Regions from separate parts of the Mus musculus genome. Here region 2 is linked to region 1. Evidence: chromatin contacts called from public promoter capture Hi-C data. All regions are on one chromosome and are shown on one strand. The core of a region is the stretch at or near the end of the contact, and the rest is flanking DNA. Distances in the headings are between cores, read along the strand shown.

Region 1 (5,118 bases), core at 757-3,256:
CCACCACCACCACCACCTATCTAAGTGGTCTCCGAGAATGAGGATTCTTCTGCCTCCATAACTTTAAAGATCTTTGATTTCCTCAAACCCGTTACTTCTGTCTCAGTCCCAGGCCCTCAACATCTCACATACCAGCTGGCAAAATATCCAACTTATTCACTGTGCTATTGGCGATACATTCCCAAAACTTAGACTGTAGCCTGTCTCCCTGCCCGAGGCGCTCGAGCCACGCCATCTTCAGCGCGAGACACTTTTGATGAGTTTCCTGTCTCCCTGCTCCTCGCTCCACCAGCTGCTCATGCCGCTTGTACCTTGTCTGAGCCACGTCCTGTGCTCTCCCACGTTGGCTCTGCCATTCCTTCTGCCTGAATATCCTTCACTCCCGCGTCTCACAGCCTTTGATCTGGGTGAACTCTTACAGAGCTATACTGTGGAGTCATTCATCACTCTAACGGGTGCTGGAGAAAGCCAGTCTGTAAAGAACAGGCTCTGACAGACACCTTCTTCCTGTAATCCCAGTGCTTGGTGTCTGGGGCGGGAGGCTTGGTACTCCAGGCCGGTCTGGCCCACATAGCAAGGCTCCGTAATAAGTAAAGAAGTAGGTTTATTCAGTTCTCAGTTGAGAAAATTCCAGTCCAGGGCCTTGCTGCTTTTGAGGCCTGTGGCAGGGCAGTAAGTGACACTGGCCGTGTATGCTGCTCACCCCGTGTCCAGGGGGAAGGAGGAGGAGGAGGAGTGTCTTAGTTATTACCTTCATGTTCCTGATACTCTGACAAAAGGAACTTCAGGGAGAGCTTAAAGTGTGGCTACAGTTCCAGAGGGCCACAGCCCATCGTGGTGAGGAAGGCGTGCCGTGGAGACCAGCTCTTCTCGGTAATAAGGGTGTCAAGGAGCTGCTTGTTGCTTGGCACTTGAAAAGGAGCAGAGAAAAGGACCTGAGGCTGGGTTATAATTCCTTAAGGCCCAGCTGTTACCACCCACTTCCTCTGTCTAGACCTAAAGGCCCCACAGCCTCTCAAAAATGGGAGCCCCAGGAGGACATTGGACGCTCAAAGCGTAACCCTGGCCCATCAGTATTGTGTTGTATATATAACCTATTAGAACCAGAAGGAAAGCCAAGGTGAAAACTTTCACTTACATGTGCTTAAAACCCGAAGCCCAAAACCAGTCATATCAGGTTAGGAACTAGACTAGAAACCAAGTTTCCTTTATCTGGGCTAACAAGATGAAAGATAAAAAAACAAGAGACCAAGGACAGAGCAAGTACGTCCCAGCTCACCGAGTGCCTCTCAGATCCTCCCGAGGTCCTGTCTCCCTTGAGCCTTCAGACTTGGCACTTCTCCAAGTGCTATAGCAGCTCCCTGTTTTACCACCGTGGCCTGACCCCGTGTGCCTGGACCATAGTTAATTCTGAGACCAATCTCTGTGTAATTACTATTTACATTAAAAAAAAATAGTTATATGTGTTTGTGTGGATGTGTGCACACCCCAGAGGAGGGGACACATATGGCTCAGTCAAAGATTGGGTCTCTCTTTCTACCCTCATGTGGGTTCCAGGGGTCAAACTCAGATTGTCAGCTTTGTATGGAAGCGTCTTTGCCAGTGTCTGAGCCATCTGGCTGGCCCTGCCCCGTCTTTATAATTACTCCAATACTTCAGAAATACTTGTTAGAGCTGGAAGAGTGGTTACGATCAGTACTTCCTCCTATCCGTTCTCATTCCCTTCGTCATCCATCCTCAACTTCTTCCTCCCCCCTTTGCCCATCCTTTTAGGTAGGCCTGACTAACGGGCTTGTCCCCCTGGCTCTATCCCATCAACTCTCTCACAGCAAATTCGAGGGCTTGGGATACGTTACATCTATCATCTTCATCTTATCAAGGGACTTCCTGAATCCCAAAGTGTTTCTAAACTAGAGAAATATTTCCACACAATCTCATAGCTGTCAGCATGGGATGCCTGGATGGTCCTCTCACTTTGATGCCAAAAATACTGCCCAGCAGCTGACTCGTGCCTCTGACTCCTTGTAGAGCTCATTCATGCTCAGTCTAAAGGATACCCACGCTTTCTCCTTGGCTCCATCAGATCTTTGTGCTTTAACGGCAGGATGCTTAAAGGTTGAAGTCACCAGCTTGCAAAATGAGAAAGTCTTTCCGAGAACACTTTGTTCTCTAGACTGTGGTTTAGAGCGGTCGCTGTCAATGCAGGGCAGCCTCTGACTTCCATACCATTCCTCCGAGACAGTGATAATAGCAGCACCGTCCACCCAGGCTCCGAAAGAGGACTTGAAAAACCCGGGTATGCTTTTTACCGTGCATCTATGCAAAGTCCCTTGGGAAACAGGAAGGAATTTTAGTATTCCTGTTTTTCTATAAAGCTAGAGGTTCAGGAAGACCCAGGCATCCATGTCCTTATATTCAGAAGGCATAAAATACCAACATGTAGGAAGCCTAAATAAAGTTGTACTAACTTTGCAGCATTCCTGTGTGATGTCAAAATAGAAAGTAAAACGGAAGGGACACAGTGCTCGGAGAAGCGAGCAGTACTTTGATTTGTGATCGCTGGGACCCAGGCTACTTCATTTCATGAGGGGACTCAGCTGAGAAGCTGCTGGTGCTGAAGGGTCCCTCTCCTATGTCTCCACAGGTGCAGTGAGCCTGCCACTCGCCCTCACTCGTGGCATACCACCAAATTTGGGGAGACACAGCCTGATGTCAGCATGATGCAGATATCTCAGGGCACAATGGGCCCTCCTTGGCACCAGAGCTACCATTCCAGGTGAGTGGCCACAGCTGGCATCTAAGGGTTTCTCTCTTTCAAAGGTCATGTTTACCCCCAAAATGTCTTTTCTTCATCCTCTTCAAATGCTAACTATGTGGGTGATTCATCCTTACATCACATTCTGAACTAGACTGGGAGACTGGAAATACTTTGATCATGGCTGGTCGTTTGAGATATTTATGGAACCCATTCACAGTCAGCTGTTTCTCAATGCCTATTATAATCCCATATTTGAAAAACTGAAGACTTCCATTCTGGGTGCTTCAATGTCCTGTCTGCACTAGTCAAAAATTGTTCATATTTACAGCTGAATTGGTGATATTCTTATATTTAAATGTTACACTTGATATTTTTTTTCCTCCTTCCATCAAAGCCATCTGCCTAGCATGGCCCTGAAGCAGATAGGAATAGGATAGAGGGTTTTTCAGTGACACATGATGAAATTGACATTGATCTCATGTGACCCCTTCATTTCCCTCTTCTGCATGCAGCACCACTTGAACACATAAGTATTTTGCAGAACAGGAAGTTGAACGGTGCAAAGATTAATCCAAGTATGGACAGCTGATCAGTATGTGAGTCAGGACAGATCTGAGCCAGGTGCCACAGTATGTGCACATAGCTGCTGGGTTACACTTCTGCTTCCTAGTCACCCTGGTGCTAGTTAAGGTTGTTAAAGAATGAACAGAGCCACCCTGAATGTGGCAAACAGAGGGCTCTCTTCTCGAAATCGGGCCTCACGCATCTGAGAGGAACTGGGGAAAGGGGATCCAAACCCAGACACTCAGACATACTGAAGAACAAGCTGAGTCCGGATTCCCCACACCAGCTGTGTGTTCAAGGTCGCATCCATTTGACCCTGAGAACTCAGGGTCCACACAGTATTACCACTTGAGTCAGACAGAGACAGGGCAATGACAGGGAGGTGGAAGGACATTTCAAACATAATAGAAATGAGATGCAGGAAGTGGCATTTGTGTGTGCATGCGTGTTAAAGAAAGCCACTAGGAGGCTTCTGGAAGGATTACTTAACAGATGGTGGCTGTTAGGACTCAATTAGAGCCCCTAAGGATCATGACTTGCTCAAAGGCAAATCATAGACCTCTGAGTGGTAGACACAGGATAAAATTCTCCCGTCATATTAGAAGACACATCAGGCCACAGGAAGAAGTGGTTCCTAATTATCTTCCTTCCTCTAGACCCTCCTTTCCCCATTGTAGATTTTGCAGCCCTTTAAGGGGACCAGTTCACACCATCTGAGCCACCTCTTCCAGAGATTAGGCCCCCACACCGCAAGATTCCCCTTTGCAAGGCCAAGTGTGGGTACCTAGCATGTTGGGAGGCGGGGCGGGAGGGAATAGCAGAGTGCCTGAGGTTTGGGGTTTGACCTTGCTCATTCTCACTCCTTGCCTTCAGTGCTCGAGCCTGAGCACTCTCTGATCGTGGCTCCCTTTTCTCTAAGATGAAGTTAATGATGCCTGTCTTACCTGGTCATTGTGAGCATTAAATAAAGGAACGCATGTACATGGTACAAACACTCCATACATGACAACTGTAATAGTCAGGCGCAACCTGCCTGCAAAAGAACTTAGCATAAAGCAGAGCTCACACGTGGGCGTAGGTGTGTCTTAATAAAGTGCCATGGGATGGTGGGAACCTTTAGAACCTCCCAGCCCCTCACTTTCTTAGGAAGCCCTAAATCTCAACTCATAATGTGATCTAAGGAATATACTAATCCTGTGTCAGAAATCGAACTGCTGTAGTCAGTGTGTTGAACACCCGCTTGCAGTGACTGCGGTAGGCTCTGCAGGCCGCGGGAGTGGGGGGGGGGCACTGTGGCATCAAAGTACAGTAAGGGGGCCACGCTGCTCCTCTCCCCTTCATCCTAACCTCCGGTAAGTGTGTTAGAGAGGTTGAACAGTGCCTGTATGGTGATTGCCCCTGGCCCTTTTGATGTTGATGTGGCTATTGACACAAAAGCACTGTGTGACTCTAGGAGAAAGGCAAGCTCACATTACCCAGAATGCTGCGAGTATACGTGTCCTCTCCCACTTTAGCTCAGGGGCACCTCTGCAGCTCTGTCACAGGGCATCTCACAGGGCCTCTCTCCAGTCTCTTCACAGTCTCATAATGGCAGCTGCAGCTAGGAGAGGACTGCTGGCGTGTCTCTAGCCTCTCAGTGGCATCTAGTGATCTAGAGTGCCAGCTCAGTTGGCCGGCTTCCTTCTTATGGCTTGAACTTAGTTTCCTAAGCCCAATTTTATGTCCAACTTAAGGATCTCTTTCTCACGCAAAGAGGAACATGAGGGGATCGGGAAGTCCAGGAGGGACAAGACAGA
Region 2 (5,118 bases), core at 1,851-4,350, 73 kb after region 1:
CCCCAAGGCTGAGGTTGGAGCACCTTCCCCTACTCCTTCCTTACCTATATACTCTACCTACCCACTCCTTGAGACCACAGGGCCATGTGCAATTAGGGAAGAATTACATATGACTGATTGGGAGAGATGACTGGATACTCAGGTGAGAGTCCCGTGATTCTCTCCAGCAACAAGCCCAGCTGGGATGATCTTTTGGGAACAGAGCAACCTCCTGAAGGTGGCAGCCTTGTGGCCCAGAGGAGAGACTGTACAGCAAAGCTTCTTCTGTACTGTAGCATGAGTCAGAATGCCACTCCTTCTGAAGGCTGAATAATATTCTATTGCATGTGCATCATACACTTTGCCCAACACCCTTCTTCAAGCATTTGCGTTGTTTTCCACTTTTTGCTACTATGAACAATTTTGTTATGAAAATCAGTTCACAAATATGAGTGTCAATCTTTCAGTTCTTTGGAGGTAACATCCTCAGAAATGATACTGCCAGGTCATCTGGAATAATTACCCTTCAATGCCTTGTCTTTACTGTGACCTTTCGATGACACACCAGAAGAGGGTGTCAGATCCCATTACAGATGGTTGTGAGCCACCACTTGGTTGCTGGGAATTGAACTCAGGACCTCTGGAAGAGCAGCCAGTGCTCTTAATCACAGCGCCCTCTCTCCAGCCCCCACTGTGAGCGCTTATGAGACAAAGAGGGAACCTTGACGTAAATATTTGTTGGGTAGCTATTGTTAGCTCAGTGGAAAGGATTCCATAAGAGCTAAGATAAGGGCTAAGGAGAATAAAGGGAGTCCAGACCCTCATGAGGTTGGCTTTTCGTTATGCTTACAAAGCTGTAGGCCCTGATAAAGGAGAGGTCAGACACAGGGCTTCACATTCAGGCTCCTGTCTTCTAAGTCCTACGTGTGTTCAAGCTCACAGGCTGCAAGGGGCCAACTGAAGGAAAGAATGGGGCGTTACTGCTTAATCTGTACGGCTCAGCTTCTGACACCATTTACGGGAAGGCAATGACTTGAAGATACATCTTTACAACCCAGATGCTAAAATGTTTTTAATGGTGCTCTTGAATGGACTCCTGCTAACTACATGTTACAACACAAGTATACGATACCTTGAAAACATTTGTGCTAAGTGAAAGAACACAGCCTCTACTTGTCATACATACATGATTCCACTTATTTTATCATTTTTTAAAAAAGATCTACTTGCTCTTTTTGCCCCATCTACTGTGAGGATGAAGACCATTCGCAGCAATCAGACTGTGGACATTCCAGAGAATGTCGAAATCACTCTGAAGGGGCGCACAGTCATTGTGAAGGGCCCCAGGGGGACTCTGCGGAGGGACTTCAATCACATCAACGTGGAGCTGAGTCTTCTTGGGAAGAAAAAGAAAAGGCTCTGGGTTGACAAATGGTGGGGTAACAGAAAGGAACTGGCCACCGTCAGGAACATCTGCAGTCATGTTCAGAACATGATCAAAGGTGTCACACTGGGCTTCCGATACAAAATGTGGTTTGTGTATGCTCACTTCCCCATCAACGTCGTCATCCAGGAGAATGGCTCTTTGGTTGAAATCCGAAATTTCTTGGGTGAAAAACTACATCCACAGGGTTTGGATGAGGACAGGTGTTGCTTGTTCTGTCTCTCAAGCCCAGAAGGATGAGTTAATCCTTGAAGGAAATGATATTGAACTTGCTTCAAATTCAGCTGCCCTGATTCAGCAAGCCACAACAGTTAAAAACAAGGATATCAGGAAGTTTTTGGACGGCATCTATGTGTCTGAGAAGGGAACTGTGCAGCAGGCTGACGAGTGAGGAGGCCTCAGTTCCTGGCTCCAGAAACAAGATCCTGATCACAAGAACAATTTGGGTTCTTTTGGGAGAATAAAAGACTTATATATTGAAAAAAAATCTACTTATTTATTTTATTATACAACTGTTCCATTTTCACGCACATCAGAGGAGGGAACCAGATCCCATTACAGATGGTTGTGAGCCACCATGTGGTTGTTGGGAATTGTATTTAGGACCTCTGCTCGCTCCTGCCAAACTCTCTCAGTCCCTGCTTGCTCCAGCCCACAGATTTATTTATTATTATACGTAATTACACTGTAGCTGTCTTCAGACACACCAGAAGAGGGCGTCAGATCTCATTAAGGGTGGCTCAGGGTGGTTGCAGAGAATTGAACTCAGGACCTCTGGAAGAGCAGCTGGTGCTCTTAAGCACTAAGACATTTCTCCAGCCCCCCAAGATTCCACTTACATGAAGAATTCTAAATGCATGCATCTACAGAGAGTAGTTTGTTTAATGGATATTCGTCTGGGAAGATCGGAGATCAGTGTATAGGAGCTAACCAGTACCAGGCTGCCTTGAAGGGCAATACAAATATTCTAGAATTGATTGTGGGGATGATTTTACAACTCTGTGGTAATATTAAAAGCCTCAAAATGGTTCACTTAAAATGGGGGGGTCTATTTCTCGATATAATTGTAACCAAAAAAAAAAAATGATGGCTCTTAGAATGAAGAAAATATAAGAATAGAAAAACGGCAGGGTCGGGGTTTAAAAGAGAGATTGAGTCTGTTAAAGAAGGATCTAGAATGCTTTTGGAGTACACATGAGTGCTATGGATATAGGCTGAAACAGTGTCAGCCATACACGGGGGAGGGGCGAGGAGGGGAGAGGGCGGAGGGGGGGTGGGGGAGGATACGGGCGAGGCTGTCTGTGGAGGCAGCGGCTTATGCAAAGGCCAGGAGGTGGCGGGCGGAGTGAAGCACAGAGAAAGCTAAAGAAAGCAGCTAGGTAGGAGAAAAGCGTTAAAAGGCGGGCTGGCACCCGGAGGTGGGATACTGGAATGTAGTTCTTTGAACACGCCATGAGAAACCTTGCAAGTTCCTCCAAATGCCCATTTTTAAAAACTTTGTCCCCTGCAGTCCACAATGGAAACATGACTAAGGCACTTTCTAGCTTCAGGGCTCCGCTGCCGACCTGCAAGATCCCCTGTGGAACTTGAAGCCAGACGACCCAAAAGGTTACAAAAGCACAGGGCACTGCCCCCGGAAATAGTGTGTTCAACCAGAGGCAGGGAAGAGCTGGCGCGACAGGAAGCCAAGAAATTCCAGAAGCCGCATCTGCAGAGCCAGGAAACAGAAAGAGCTCTGCACCAAGCCACCCTGGAAGAGTAAGACACTCTGCTGACCGACTGGGGATTGAAAACCCAGCAAAACGCCACAAGGAAGGAAAACTGCCTGCCCGGGAAGGGGTGGAAATGTGTCAGGGAAGATTAATGTCCCAGGTGAGGAGCCCGCCAATCAAACAGCAGCACAGACTCCTGTAAATTCATAGCTTGTCCTAGTGCACTCCTGTGATCCCTGAACGCGGGAGGCTGAGGCAGGAGGGTCGGGTTCAAAGCCCGCCTGGGCTGCAGAAAGAGCTGGTGAAAGCTAGTCTAGACCACGTGATTAATTAAATAAAATCCTAAGGCTTGTTAGCTAGAGATTGAGTCTGCCAGTCCTGAAGCAAGCAGCCCGAGGCTGGACCGTGAAAAAATGGCGGGGACAACAAAGTAGGTCAGCTCTGATTTCACAAACCTATCTCCTAGGCAACGCCCAGGCAGTCCAGTCATGGGGACCTGGGCTCTAGATAAGTGCAGACTCGTCATGGATTCTTATTGTAGGAGGAGGATTCCTTGTAGCTCAGTTAAGGAGGGGGCAGGCCGGGAGCTATGGGAGGGCTGCAGAGTGCACCCCAACGAGATGCTTCAGCCTAGTCTGTCTTCAGGCAAGAGTTTATCATCTATACTGATAAACTGAGAAGAAAATGATGCTGATGCTGCTACCCCCACCCACCCCATGTCCCTGTTCGCTCTCCTCCCCTCCCCCACCAGACTGCTCTGCCTTTTCAATTTCCCATAGAGCTGCAGAAGTTTTAAATGGAGTTGATCATTTACTTATTTTGATTAAAAGGAGCAGCAACATCCACTGTCGTCACCTCTAAAAGTTCCGACTCCTTCCCTAAATGTACAGAGAACATAAACACTCATGCCCAGGCCTGAATACTCATTTTCAGTAATAGTGGCTGTGCCACACAACACAGACCCTGTTGCCAAGGAGTAAATAAATAAATAAGCCCTGAACATTGTAGTTAAAACCAGCCAGGTGGTGGTTGCACACACTTTTAATTCCAGTCTTTGGGATGCAGAGGCAAGCAAATCTCTGTAAGTTTGAAGCCAGCCTGATCTAACAGAGTAAGTTCCAGGACAGCCATGTCTTGGTGGGAAAAAACCATCAAACTGAAGTGTTTCTTCACCTGGAATGTGAGCCCACTCAGTGCTACGAAGACTTGGCGGGCCCCCAGTCTCTCACTGTGCCTGTTAGTGGGAGATGATTTGCTGCCGTGTCATGCAGTCTGGCTTCTTCCAAACAAAGCTAGAAATCCTCTCCTTTTGGTTTCTACCTATCTCTTCATAAAGAGCCATCCAGAAATGATGGTGGGGATTGGAGACTCCTGCTTTCTTCTGTACACTCAGCTCTGTTCTTCTCAACCTACGGGCATGGACCTCTGGGCTCTTATTCCATCCCAGGTCACAAGGGTAAGGCACTACAGTGCAAAGAGTCTTAGTCTGGAGGAGATCTGGGGTTTTTAAGTAATCTGAAAACGAAAATGGAGCTGACCATGGGCCTGACTTAGCCCAAGATAGAAAGCACAGTAGTTCACTTTTCAAGGATCCCAATTCTGCAGGACCACTTCAGAAACCCAGATGTTGGAAGGCATTCTGGGCTACTCTTCAAGGGCTGAGTAAAAACTCTGAGAGATTGGCAGAGCTCTAGAAACTCAGCCAGCCTCCCTACCACAGAGGGCCCTCACACACACATACACACAAACAAACACACATGGGCTGGAGAGATGGCTCAGCGGTTAAGAGCATTGACTGTTCTTCCAGAAGTCCTGAATTCAATTCCCAGCAACCACATGGTGGCTCACAACCATCCGTAATGAGATCTGATGCCTTCTTCTGGTGTGTCTGAAGACAGCTACAGTGTACTCATCATATATATATATATATATGTATATATACATATACATATATATATAACAAATAATTAAATCTTTAAAAAA

What was found. Capture Hi-C pulls out chosen DNA fragments and counts their contacts.
Region 2: a contact with region 1 is called in a promoter capture Hi-C map of adipose tissue. The contact joins two enhancer-like sites. A contact is called at or near these places in 2 of 39 promoter capture datasets (cranial neural crest and embryonic stem cells), 1 of 115 datasets of contacts at active chromatin or transcription factors (pancreatic cancer cells) and 2 of 9 other capture datasets (adipose tissue and liver).

Annotation. Positions count from the first base shown.
Region 1 is chr5:92,931,110-92,936,227 of GRCm38.p6, forward strand. It overlaps Shroom3 (shroom family member 3), which reads left to right. Exons shown (of 11, transcript NM_015756.2): 4 at 2,645-2,776. Among named protein-coding and RNA genes, the nearest start is that of Gm36764, 75 kb to the right of the region's middle. Within about 2 kb of position 2,007, at least 52 of the 459 cell types and tissues checked have an H3K27ac peak or open chromatin away from gene starts, as enhancers often do. A contact at or near this core is called in adipose tissue and pancreatic cancer cells, where this site is marked.
Region 2 is chr5:93,002,596-93,007,713 of GRCm38.p6, forward strand. All of the region lies in intron 1 of Gm36764 (a long non-coding RNA gene), which reads right to left. It also overlaps the pseudogene Gm6450. Among named protein-coding and RNA genes, the nearest start is that of Gm36764, 3.9 kb to the right of the region's middle. Within about 2 kb of position 3,101, at least 101 of the 459 cell types and tissues checked have an H3K27ac peak or open chromatin away from gene starts, as enhancers often do. A contact at or near this core is called in adipose tissue and pancreatic cancer cells, where this site is marked.